Regions from separate parts of the Danio rerio genome. Here regions 1 and 2 are each linked to region 3. The links are chromatin contacts, called in public Hi-C maps. All regions are on one chromosome and are shown on one strand. Each heading gives the region's core, a stretch centred on a gene start, on an enhancer-like site or on the middle of the called end of the contact. The rest is flanking DNA. Distances are from core to core; before and after follow the strand shown.

The links. A called contact is a pair of places that touch in the nucleus more often than the background predicts.
Region 1: a Hi-C map of an unstated tissue shows a contact between it and region 3, with 2.6 times the contacts expected there. The contact joins the promoter of arid1b here to the promoter of galca in region 3. A contact is called at or near these places in 2 of 18 Hi-C or Micro-C datasets (hematopoietic stem cells and an unstated tissue) and 1 of 4 datasets of contacts at active chromatin or transcription factors (embryo).
Region 2: a contact with region 3 is called in a Hi-C map of hematopoietic stem cells, with 2.7 times the contacts expected there. The contact joins the promoter of ccdc85cb here to the promoter of galca in region 3. A contact is called at or near these places in 2 of 18 Hi-C or Micro-C datasets (hematopoietic stem cells and an unstated tissue).

The regions. Positions count from the first base shown.
Region 1 is chr20:5,200,951-5,205,163 of GRCz12tu, forward strand. arid1b (AT-rich interactive domain 1B) reads right to left here and starts at 2,561. Exons shown (of 20, transcript NM_001346215.1): 1 at 853-2,561. The coding sequence starts at 1,866. LOC141379524 (a long non-coding RNA gene) reads left to right here and starts at 3,746. Exons shown (of 3, transcript XR_012396333.1): 1 at 3,746-4,213.
Region 2 is chr20:5,378,683-5,382,407 of GRCz12tu, forward strand. It overlaps ccdc85cb (coiled-coil domain containing 85C, b), which reads right to left and starts at 1,823. Exons shown (of 7, transcript NM_001002628.1): 1 at 749-1,823. The coding sequence starts at 1,445.
Region 3 is chr20:4,936,884-4,940,731 of GRCz12tu, forward strand. galca (galactosylceramidase a) reads right to left here and starts at 1,421. Exons shown (of 17, transcript NM_001005921.1): 1 at 1,222-1,421; 2 at 1,070-1,138; 3 at 904-967. The coding sequence starts at 1,350. lgals8a (galectin 8a) reads left to right here and starts at 1,838. Exons shown (of 10, transcript XM_073934048.1): 1 at 1,838-1,980; 2 at 2,155-2,243; 3 at 3,144-3,354. The coding sequence starts at 1,942.

The DNA.
Region 1 (4,213 bases), core at 1,311-3,810, 270 kb after region 3:
TGAGCTGCCTAGGTTTTGAAATACACCAGCCCGCCTTATCATATCTTATAAATTAAAAGATTTTCGTGTATAAAACCATGTACAGATAGCCTAAAGAAATAACAGCAAGTGAGTGTGAGGTGAATGTGAAAACATTAATTACTGCATAATGAAGTGAAGCCAGACGGGCGCAATGGCGCTAATACAAGCTAGCAATGCTAATCAGTAGCCCTGTGCTCTGAAAACGCCGTCTAGCACTTAGTTTCAGACAGACAGTGCTAACCGGTAACCATACGTCAAAAACGAAAACGAATTTTTATATGGAAAGAATCGTTAACTCAATTAGTCGCTTTATTCGAGTGAATAAAAAGCGTTAGCAGTGGGTTTTTTACTTAGTAGCAACGCAATGCTAGAATCTTCCATCATTGAACTGCACCGATCGAGATCTTTAGCGGAATCGCAGCCGATCATGTGTTCAATAACATGACACGGATTTAATAGTGATTATGCTTCATTGTTTTACTGTGTATACGAACATAAGCCGCGCTGCATATCCGGTTGCTGAAATAGGAATCTTTCTAAGCATATATGAAGTCTCGGTGCAGGCTAACACATGCTAACACTGTTAGCACAGTCACCTTGGGCAGAACTTGGCATGTTCTGCTGCCTGTCAAGCCACAGACAAGCCCAAAACTGGGAAATAACAAAGCCTGATCAACATCAGCATGTTATTTAACTGTTCATGCACGTCACGTGCATTCAATGAACGTAAACTAATACATTCCAAGCTGATATTAAGGGTAGCATCGGGCCACAGCTAGACCTGCATGCGAAACTTGAACACACACACATAAGGAAAGCTAAAGCGTTCACCTGGGCTCTGCTGTTGCCGTTGTTCCCGGGGCTCATTGCCGGGTGGTTTCTTTGTTGTGCTGCCCAGCTGTGGCTGGCAGCTGGGCTGTACGGGGAGCTCATGTCTTTGCCCAAACCCATACCCGACTGCTGCTGCTGCGATGGCGGGTTGCTGTAATCTTGATAGCCGCCACCGTATCCCCGCATCATCGGACTCGGGGATGTCAGGAGCTGGTTCAGGGTGGGTGTAGCTCCAGAAGGGTGCTGTTGGTTTTGTCCGGGAAACCTCTGAAAGCTCCCAACATTGGCACCAGGAGCCGGGGTGGTCGAGGCCATAGCAGCCTTGCCATGGCTAGCAGCAGCAGCGGTAGGCGAATTGGTACCTGGGCCCATCATGTTCCCCTGCCGCGACGGGCTCATCATACCGTATCCAGCGCCGCCGTACCCCGGCCGGTAGTTGGGATAGTGGTTGTACGGATTATTATGGTACCCTTCGTGGGAGTTCTGCACTTGATCCATGTTGCCCGGTGCCTGATGTATTAAAGCCGTCCTAGGGCTTTGTTGTCCGCCATGTTGATCAAAGCAAGGCCCTCCTCTTCCATTCCCGTAATAATTATTAAACTCAGAAACTGAGCTGCTCCCGCTTTGGGACGCGCTGCCTCCGCCGCCGCTGTTGTTGTTGTTGTTATTGTTGCTCGCTGGTCCAAAGTTGGAGTGCTCGTACCTGCTGCCCATTCGATCCCCCCCGGTTTTGGACGAGCGATCCTCCTCGTCGCCTGTGTTCAGCAAACGCGGATGGCGATCGACCTGCGCCTCCAGAGCGTCTTCTTTTCCTCCATGCTGCGGATCTGCGCGGTTGCTGCTGCTGTGGATGGTGATGGAGATGTTGTTGTTGTTGTGCGCGGCTCGCTGCTGGTGCTGCTGATGGAATGCTCGCGACTGTTGCTGTGGAGGTGTGCGATGATGAGGCGAAGGAGGGGGATCTCCGCGTCCAACATTTTTCACTTGATGATTCGCGACCAGACCCGTTTCCATACTCGAAGTCGCGTTTAAACGAGCATTAAAGTCTGTAGGTTTATTTCCCCCAGCGTCTGTGTTTTCGCAGACTCTATAGCCGCACGCTGCTGATGCCCATCTACATTATTCATTGGGGTAGCGCTGTGCCATCGTCTGCCCCATATCGCACAGTTTTCTCCTCATTCACGCCGGTATAGCTATATATATGTGGGCTTGCGATTTGAGGATGGAGCGTTCGCCACCGCTGTCCTGTCAGTGGGTGAATGTGTGCTGGGCACGAGCTGTGAAAACAATTACTGATGCGTTTGAGACGAAGACAAATGACACCAATATGCGTTTAACTGGTACTGCTCTGAGGCGAGCGGAGACTTCAACGCATTTTCGCAAACTGGAAAGTTTATTTCTAATATCAAACTTCCCCATTCCCACAGAGGCAAATGTGAGCGTGTACAAATGTGCGTATAAGACCCCTGCCGGAGCCCCTTTGCTCCAGCATGGCATTATCGAGCATCTCCTTCAGCTCTCTGCGCAGAGTCTGCTGGAAAACACGGCGCGGCCGGTTAACAATTTTGGATTTCCTCACATCACATTTTAATCAATCTCATCTTTATTAAACATAAGAGAGTTCATGTGACTGTTGGACCAGTGTTTGGACCAAAGGGACCCCCCCCCCCATAAAGTGGAAAAACTAATTATTCAGGGAGGTCTGTTTTTTTTTTTTTTTTTTTTTTTTCATTAAAACTTTTTTTTTTTTTAAATAAACTTTTATTTAGAAAAGAAGAAATGTACAATATAAATCAGGAAGTAATATGTAGGAGACTGGAACACAAGTACATACAAATACAAAGTGATAAGAACAGAAAGTAATAGAAAGAGAAAAAATTAAATAAAGAAAAGAAAAAAGAGAATAAAATAAAGAAAGGGGACAGTACAAAAGTAAATAAAAAACACAGAAAGTATTAAAAACTAACTTACTGGAAGCATGATATTTTCATAAGTTTCTATTAACTTGCAGAATTTTTGCTTTAAGCAAGAAATCAATTTCAATTAACAATTGGCAAATGAGGTAAAGGATTTCCGAAATTTTGTTTGTGGATACAATTTTTTGCATACCATATAAAAAGTAATATATATATATATATATATATATATATATATATATATATATATATATATATATATATATATATATATATATATATATATATATATATATATATATTCTTCATGGCGAGGCAGTGGCACAGTAGGTAGTTCTGTCGCCTCACAGCAAGAAGGTCGCTGGGTCGAACCTCGGCTCAGTTGGCATTTCTGTGTGGAGTTTGCATGTTCTCCCTGCCTTCGTGTGGGTTTCCCCCACAGTCCAAAGACATGTGGTACAGGTGAATTGGATAGACTAAATTGTCGGTAGTGTGTGAGTGTGTTGGAGATGGGTTGCGGCTGGAAGGGCATCCGCTGCGTAAAACGTGCTGGATAAGTTTGCGGTTCATTCCGCTGTGGCGATCCCGGATTAATAAAGGGACTATATAACAAATAATATCTTTCAATTTCAAAGATTTGTTTTGTTGATTGTAATTTGTTTAAATAAATATATAGATCTGACCAAAACTTGAGTAAGATTTTACATGTAAAAAACATGCGAGTCGAAGTTTCCTCATTTTCCTGACAGAAAGGACGAGTAACTGCAATATCAGTAAATTTTGAGATAAATGCATCGACCGGGTATATTTTGTGCAGAATTTTAAAATGGACTTCCTTTGCTTCTTGGGATAACATATTTATATGGGAGAAGCCATGTTCTTTTCCAGTCAATATCTTCTGTTAACGCTGACCAATACGATTTCCCTCTTGGAGCAGTTTGATTTTTTTTTTTGTTGGAGAATTCGAAGAGTTTGTTGTTGCATTTCTTATCATATACACTAATACCTTTTAATAATAAGAAGGTTGGTTCTTTTATTTATATATGAAATATGAATTTTTGTTAGATGTATTAATTGTTTTGGGCATTTTTTTAAAAAGGTTAAATTTCTTAAATGGGATTGAAAAATGTATGAATGTTCATAAATTATTCGTTTCATTAAAAACTAGGATAGATATAATTTTGGGGCATCGCGTCAAAGCAGCACCACACAAGATTTGTGTGCATTTTTTGTCACAATTTTGTAATAAACTCATCTAAATTAGTTAATTTGATTGTTTTTGAAGTTTTTATTTTTAAATGAAATTGAATCATGTGACGCAAACTTTTTTTTGTGGATGATTTTCATTTACAGATCACTGCATGATGCATTGAGGATTCTTATGTTCACCTTAAGTCAGGACGACAGTAAGATAATTGTTCTTACAGCTATAGTTGGCGGTTCAA
Region 2 (3,725 bases), core at 573-3,072, 440 kb after region 3:
TTATTTAATAGATTCAAAACATATTTTGAATAACATTACATTTTTAAAGTGAATTGTGTCAATGTTAAGACCCTCCCTGCTGAAAAATCCAGCTTAAACCAGCCTAGGCTGGTTGGCTGGTTTTAGCTGGTCAACCAGGCTGGTTTTAGAGGGGTTTTGGCCACTTCCAGGCTGGTTTCCAGCCATTTCCAGCCTGGTCTTAGTTGGTCAGCCTGGGAGATGACCAGCTAAAACCAGCTTGACCAGCCTAGCAGGCTGGGAGCCCAGCCAAAACCAGCTATGTTCAGCTTAAACCAGGCTGGTCAAGCTGGTTTTAGCTGGATTTAGCTGGTCCTTTTCCAGCCTGACCAGCTAAGACCATGCTAGAAATGGCTGGAAAACAACCTGGAAGTGGCCAAAACCCCTCTAAAACCAGCCTGGTCGACCAGCTAAAACCAGCCTAGGCTGGTTTAAGCTGGATTTTTTAGCAGGGTCAGATAACAAATTTCGAAAAAGCTGTATCTTAAACCATCGAGGGAAAGTTTATTCGGTTTTCAAATATTGTATAAATCACAATTTTCAAAATGTAAACCCTTATATGACTGGTTTTGTGGTCCACGGTCACATATCTGATAGAAGTTACTTTGAACAACTCCTGGGTGACACATAAACAGCCTCAGAGATAAAAGACATGCACTAAAAGCCATAGCAATACTGATATCAAAGGTTTTCAAAAATGGCGGCAGCAGAGATATGAATCTACACTCACCATTAAGTCCAGCGGGGATGCTCCTGTGATGATGCGGGGCCGACAGATCATCCATTGATCTTCTCACAGTGCCAATCTTCGCTTCTACAGTCTTGTGGATATGGTTATGATGATGATCTGGACTGCCAGCGCTTCCACCGCTGGATGTGCTGCTCCCATCGCCAACATCTCTTACAGTGCCCGATCCTCCGTTCAGGTTGCTCAGGCTGGACTGGCTGTCAATAGAACTCCTCGATCCAGCTCCATTCCTGTCCTCGTCCAACATGAGAATGATGTCTTTCAGCTCTGCGTTCTCCCGCAGAACGTTTTCCTGGTTGATCTCCAGCTCCTTGAGCTTCTGCTGATAGGTGCTCACCTCCTTCCATACGGAGCTCGCCGTGAACTTCCCAAACCTCTGCCATTCCCGAGACAGCTTCTTACCTTTCTGCCGGTCGTCGTCCAGAAAGCAGCAGAGTTCCCTGAGCTCCTGGTTGTCGTCTTGCAGTTTCTGGTTGATCTCCTTGAGATTGCGAATCTCGTGGAGGTGCACCTGCAGACTGCGGTTGACATCCTTCATCATGTTGCTATGCTCCAGCATCAGGCTCATCTTCTCACCATCAACCCTCCTCAGTCTCCTGATCAAGTCTTCTTTGCTCCACCTGACCAGTTCCTCGTCTGGGATCTTACTCAGGTCATCATTAGGACAGTGTTTGGCCATCATGGCTCTCGCTTACAGTCTCGGAGTATTAAAATACTCAATGTAAATGTGACAGTGTTGCTCTTCGCACCACGAAAACGCAATAAGACTCGTTTAAAAACAAAATACTCATGCGTTAGATTCTATATTTACACGTACAGGAGAAATTTAATAACAAATGTGTTCCCAAACCATTAACGTTACTTTTAATGGTGCCGCACTTACCGACAATTCTGGAATCATCCATGTATTTACATGTCCTAAAATATCCGCGAGATGTGTATCCACAACCATGGTTTAAAATGAAACGATGTTTTTTTCTTTCTCGAGGCAAACAAATAATATTTTAGATCATGTGTGATCTTACAGGTTTCAAGAGCTGCGTTTCAAAATATTCACAACCATAAACACCGCCTTCGTTCAAAAACACACACACTAACATCCGTGTTGTCAGTCATCGAAAGCCCCAAAACGATGTATAGGAGGATTTTTCCTGAGTGTTTGCCAGTGTCGGGTTCTGCTCTTTCCTTGGACTGGTGTGTGTGTGAATTGATCCGAGCGGCTCTGAGCAGGTTCAGAGATGAGAGGCAAAAGGCAGGACCTGCCCTCTTAAAGAGACAGTGTCCTCACTGTCCCGCGCCGGTGTAAAATGAAAAGATTAAATGAAAAGATTATAAATAAAAGATAAATAAAAGATTATATTGTCTTTTTCTAAAAAAAAATAAATAAAGAATTAAATACACAATAACAATTATTATTATTATCATTATTATTCACGCCGGTGTAAAATAAAAAGATTAAATAAAAAGATTATGAATAAAAGATAAATAAAATATTATATTGTCTTTTTCTAAACAAATACAGAATTAAATAAACAATAACGATTATTATTATTATTATTATTATTATTATTATTAATATTATTATTATTATTATTATTATTATTATTATTATTATTATTCACGCCGGTGTAAAATAAAAAGATTAAATAAAAAGATTATGAATAAAAGATAAATAAAAGATTATATTGTCTTTTTCTAAACAAATACAGAATTAAATAAACAATAACGATTATTATTATTATTATTATTATTATTATTATAATTATTATTATTATTATTCACGCCGGTGTAAAATAAAAAGATTAAATAAAAAGATTATGAATAAAAGATAAATAAAAGATTATATTGTCTTTTTCTAAACAAATACAGAATTAAATAAACAATAACGATTATTATTATTATTATTATTATTATTATTATTATTATTATTATTATTATTATTATTATTATTATCATAATTATTATTCACGCCGGTGTAAAATAAAAAGATTAAATAAAAAGATTATGAATAAAAGATAAATAAAAGATTATATTGTCTTTTTCTAAACAAATACAGAATTAAATAAACAATAACGATTATTATTATTATTATTATTATTATTATTATTATTATTATTATTATTATTATTATTATTATTATTATTATTATTATTATTATCATAATTATTATTCACGCCGGTGTAAAATAAAAAGATTAAATAAAAAGATTATGAATAAAAGATAAATAAAAGATTATATTGTCTTTTTCTAAACAAATACAGAATTAAATAAACAATAACGATTATTATTATTATTATTATTATTATTATTATTATCATTATTATTCACGCCGGTGTAAAATAAAAAGATTAAATAAAAAGATTATGAATAAAAGATAAATAAAAGATTATATTGTCTTTTTCTAAACAAATACAGAATTAAATAAACAATAACGATTATTATTATTATTATTATTAATATTATTACTGTTGTTGTTGTTGATGTTTTTTATTTACTTTTTCCATATGTTGTATTTTTTTAGTCAGAATTGTATTTATCTATCAATTTGAATAAAACTGTGATAATAATAATTATTTTGATCATTATTACTGTTTCCATTATTATTATAGGCTGTCTATTTATATTTCCAAACAGAAGGAAAAACAAAAAAACAAAAGTCATTTTTATTCACATTAGCTATTAACTAACATGTTTAGGAGTTTTCATTGTTTTGATCTGGTCACATGCTTCCACTATTTCACAAAACATGTTTTCCTATTTTGCTCTATTTTTATACAGATTGTAAAATATGTTAGGCTAAATATATAGTTCTTTTTTTTTTTTTTTGCATTTTGCTATGTTTGCAAAGACATCAATAAACGACTTGAGAATATGTAGTTTCAAATTGAAAGTCACACAAATTCAGCGAGACCTTAATATGGTTTTATTTTGTTTTAATTTTATTGTTAAATCTCAATTG
Region 3 (3,848 bases), core at 171-2,670:
TTATTAGCCCCCCATTGATTTTTTTTTTCTTTTTTTTTTTTTTTAATATTTCCCAAATTATTTTTAACAGAGCAAGGAAGTTTTCACAGTATGTCTGATAATATTTTTTTTTCTTCTGGAGAAAGTCTTATTTGCTTTATTTCAGCTAGAATAAAATCAGTTTTAATTAAAAAAAAAACATTATTTTCATTAGTTTCAAAATTATTAGTCCCTTAAGCTTTATTTTTTTGAATAGTCTACAGAACAAACCATTGTTGTACAATAACTACCCTAAATACTCTAACCTGCCGAGTTAACCTAACTAACCTAGTTAAGCCTTTAAATGTCACTTTAAGCTGTATAGAAGCTGTCTAGTCAAATATTATTTACTGTCATCATAGAAAAGATAAAATAAATCAGTTATTAGAAATGAGATATTAAAACTGTTATGTTTGGAAATGTGCCTAAAAAAAATAAACAGGGGCTAATGATTCAGGTAATTCACTAACATGAAAACTAACTAACCTAACTGACCACACAGGCAAGGTGAACCTAACTTCCTGTTGTTTTTTGTCTACTTCAGCATGTTAGTACCACATGATTCATGTCATATGACTGACATACATTGTTTTTAAAGAACCAGTGAAGGAGTTAAACTATTGCTTTCTATGAAATAACAATAAAATGTTACAGAAAACTAACCAATAAGCTTTCAATTTCAAGACAATTTTCTGAATTAGGTATTCTCTTCAGAACAACTGCATAACCCTGATATATTTTATGTTTTATCCTTGATTTATACTCAAATCAAAAACTTGGTTGTTTATTTTAATGTCTTTTGGATAATTTGATATACCTAAAAAGCTATAGACAGTCAGGTATGCAAAACAGAAGGGAAAATACACAGAAAATACTTTGCTTCACCTGTGGTTTGAGCATCGCCTCCTATTTCTACCTTGAGGATGTGAAGTGAAGCTCCAAAGTTGGGCTAAATAAAACCAAACCCACATATATAACACATTAAAAATAACGTATGGTTATTATAAAATACATCATTAATAAAAAATTACTAAAACAAATGACTAAATACTTTGAATAAGTAATCCAATATCTGACTCCGATAGGGTTCTTCATAATTGACAAGAAGTCGAGAAGTGGCCTGTAAACAAACAAACAAACAAAGAGTTAATCAACAACTGGCCAACTTTTGACAGACACATTAAACTTGTGAACATGACTTACTCCTCCACCACTTAAGCCCCCTATTCCATCAAACTCCCGCCCTAAACCAATCCGATCATCTATAACATAAAACTGAGCCGAACATCCGATAATGACGGAGATTATGCACAGAAAATTGTGCGTTTGCATGATTTGACTGGAGTTTCAATGAACTGCGGCTGAAGTCTGTCATGAGGATGTTTATGATTACCAGCAGCTATTACTTCCGCGTCATGTGCTCATATTGATATACACGCGAGACGCATGATAATCAGTCATTAGAAAAGAAACGCAATCACGCAATGGTGTATAATCATAAATACTTAGTTTGCAGTTCGTTTTTTTAACGTCCATGTCTTTTCTATTTCTGCTTTTCAAGCGTAAAAACTACAAAATCATAAATCGTCACGTCGCTTCACAAGAAAGCGCCATGATTGGTCGGTAAGTATAGCGCACTTTGATTGGCCCTAGGCTTTCATAACATCGCAATTCATTGATCGCTGAACGCGTCGCGGTTTAATCTCTCAATGATTGGCTCCTAAACGCGTCGCGCTCATAATGCTCATCATTGATTGGCTTTTAAACGCGTCGAACTCGCATCTCTCATTATTGATTGGCCACCAAACGCGTCGTTCTCATTCTAGGAAGTGAAAGCGCAGAAAGCGTTTCTATTTTCTTCCTCAGCTAGTGATTAACTCGTAATAACAGCGTATAATAGACTTTCTGAACGGCGTTGCAAAGATGTCGGTCGCAAATCCGAAACAGACCATAACGAATCCAGTAAGTTTATCTTAACTTTGTTTGCTTACAGGCGGATGTATATGATATGACGGGGGTCATATTTGATAATGTGTCATCTGTCTGTGGTGTTTGGATAAACACGTGTATATTGAAAACGTATAAGGTAGAATAAATGTTGTCTGTTTGTCTCATTCTTATCATTTTTGTCTGTAGACGATTCCTTATATTGGTACCATCCTGGGAGGACTTCAACCCGGCGAGATGGTGCTCATTCAGGGCACTGTGCCCAGTGGTTCTGACAGGTGACAACTTAAAAGGATCGATTTTGGCTTCACGTTTAAAGGATCCTTTCCATCCAGTAATTCAGTAAAATTGAGGTGGAAGGGAACATTTCTTTTCATGGGTGGAAATTGTACTACTACAAATTGCAATATGAGATAACAGGGGTGCTCAATCCTGTTCCTGGAGAGCTACCTTCTTGCAGATTTCAGTTGCTACCCATATCTTGGCCACTTTTATTGGCCCTCGTTTTTTTTTTTTTTTTTATTAATTAAAAAAAACATAAAAAGCTGTTTTTATTCTAGCAAAAATAAAACAAATTAGACTTTCTCCTGAAGAAAAAATATTATCAGACATACTGTGAAAATTTCCTTGCTCTGTTAAATATCATTTGGGAACTTTTAAGAAAGAAAAAAAATATTAAAGGGGGGCTAATAAATCTGACCTCAACTGTATATACGGAAGTGGAAGTGTGGAAAGCCTTTATATTTTCTTCCATGCATAGTGATCGATTAGCAAAATTGTTTGTAATGTTAAACAGGGTGCAACAACAGAGTATTCGTTTGTTAGGGTGAATATAAGGAGACATTTAAATCATTTCCACACAAAAATAAATGTTTTATTTAATTCTGTTTAAATCATTAATACTTTTCTTTAAATTAAGACTGAAAGTCTGGGGTAAAACAATGAAATATATTCATTAAAGAATTCAAAAGTAAATTATGAAGGCATGATTAAGTTTCCAAGGCAATCATACGAAAAAACATACAGTTCATTAATTTTGACCTTGACTGTATATATATATATAAAAAAACTGTTGACAATGCATATCTTTGTTACTGTAGGTTAAACAAACAACTTGCTGTGCATTGATATGACATTTTAAATTTGTCCACAGTTCTGAATAGTCTGATGTTTTGTAGATTTCAAGTTGACCTGACCTGTGGGAGCAGCATGAAGCCTCGGGCAGATGTGGCCTTTCATTTTAATCCTCGCTTCACGCGATCTCCCTACATCGTCTGTAATACACTGCAGAAGGAGCGCTGGGGAAAAGAGGAGATCCACTACCTGATGCCTTTCAGTCACGGCGCTGCCTTTGAAATCATCATACTTGTACAGAAAGACTTGTTCAAGGTTAGAAATCTGAGTTTGTTGTATCATGCCATGTCATATCAGCTTTAAGGGGTATTTTTACATCTTATTTAGTTCAGTTGAATCACACTAGAGTTTGTTTATTTACCCTCTTGGTGCGGTTCGTTTGGGCAGGTGTGAATGTAGCAATCGCACTCGAGTGTGCATTAAAAGCAGACCAAAAAAGCCTACTAAGACCTGCTTAAAAAGGTGGTCTCGGTACGCTTTCAAACGAACCCTGAAGCGATTAGTTTGTGGTGAGAATAAGATCCAAACTAAAACAGACCCAACTGCAAAAAGTACTGCGCCTGTTTGGACTAATCCACCTGCCGTAGTCCGATGTGCTATCCCATCTTATGGGATGTGGACGAAAAATATTGTTGACAGCGCTTTGCCAACAATTTTAAACAGAGAGAAAGAGGGAAAAACATTAGCTGATGGATCATTGGTAATATTTCTGGAAGATGACCATGTCACAGTTTAGCAAAATTAATTGA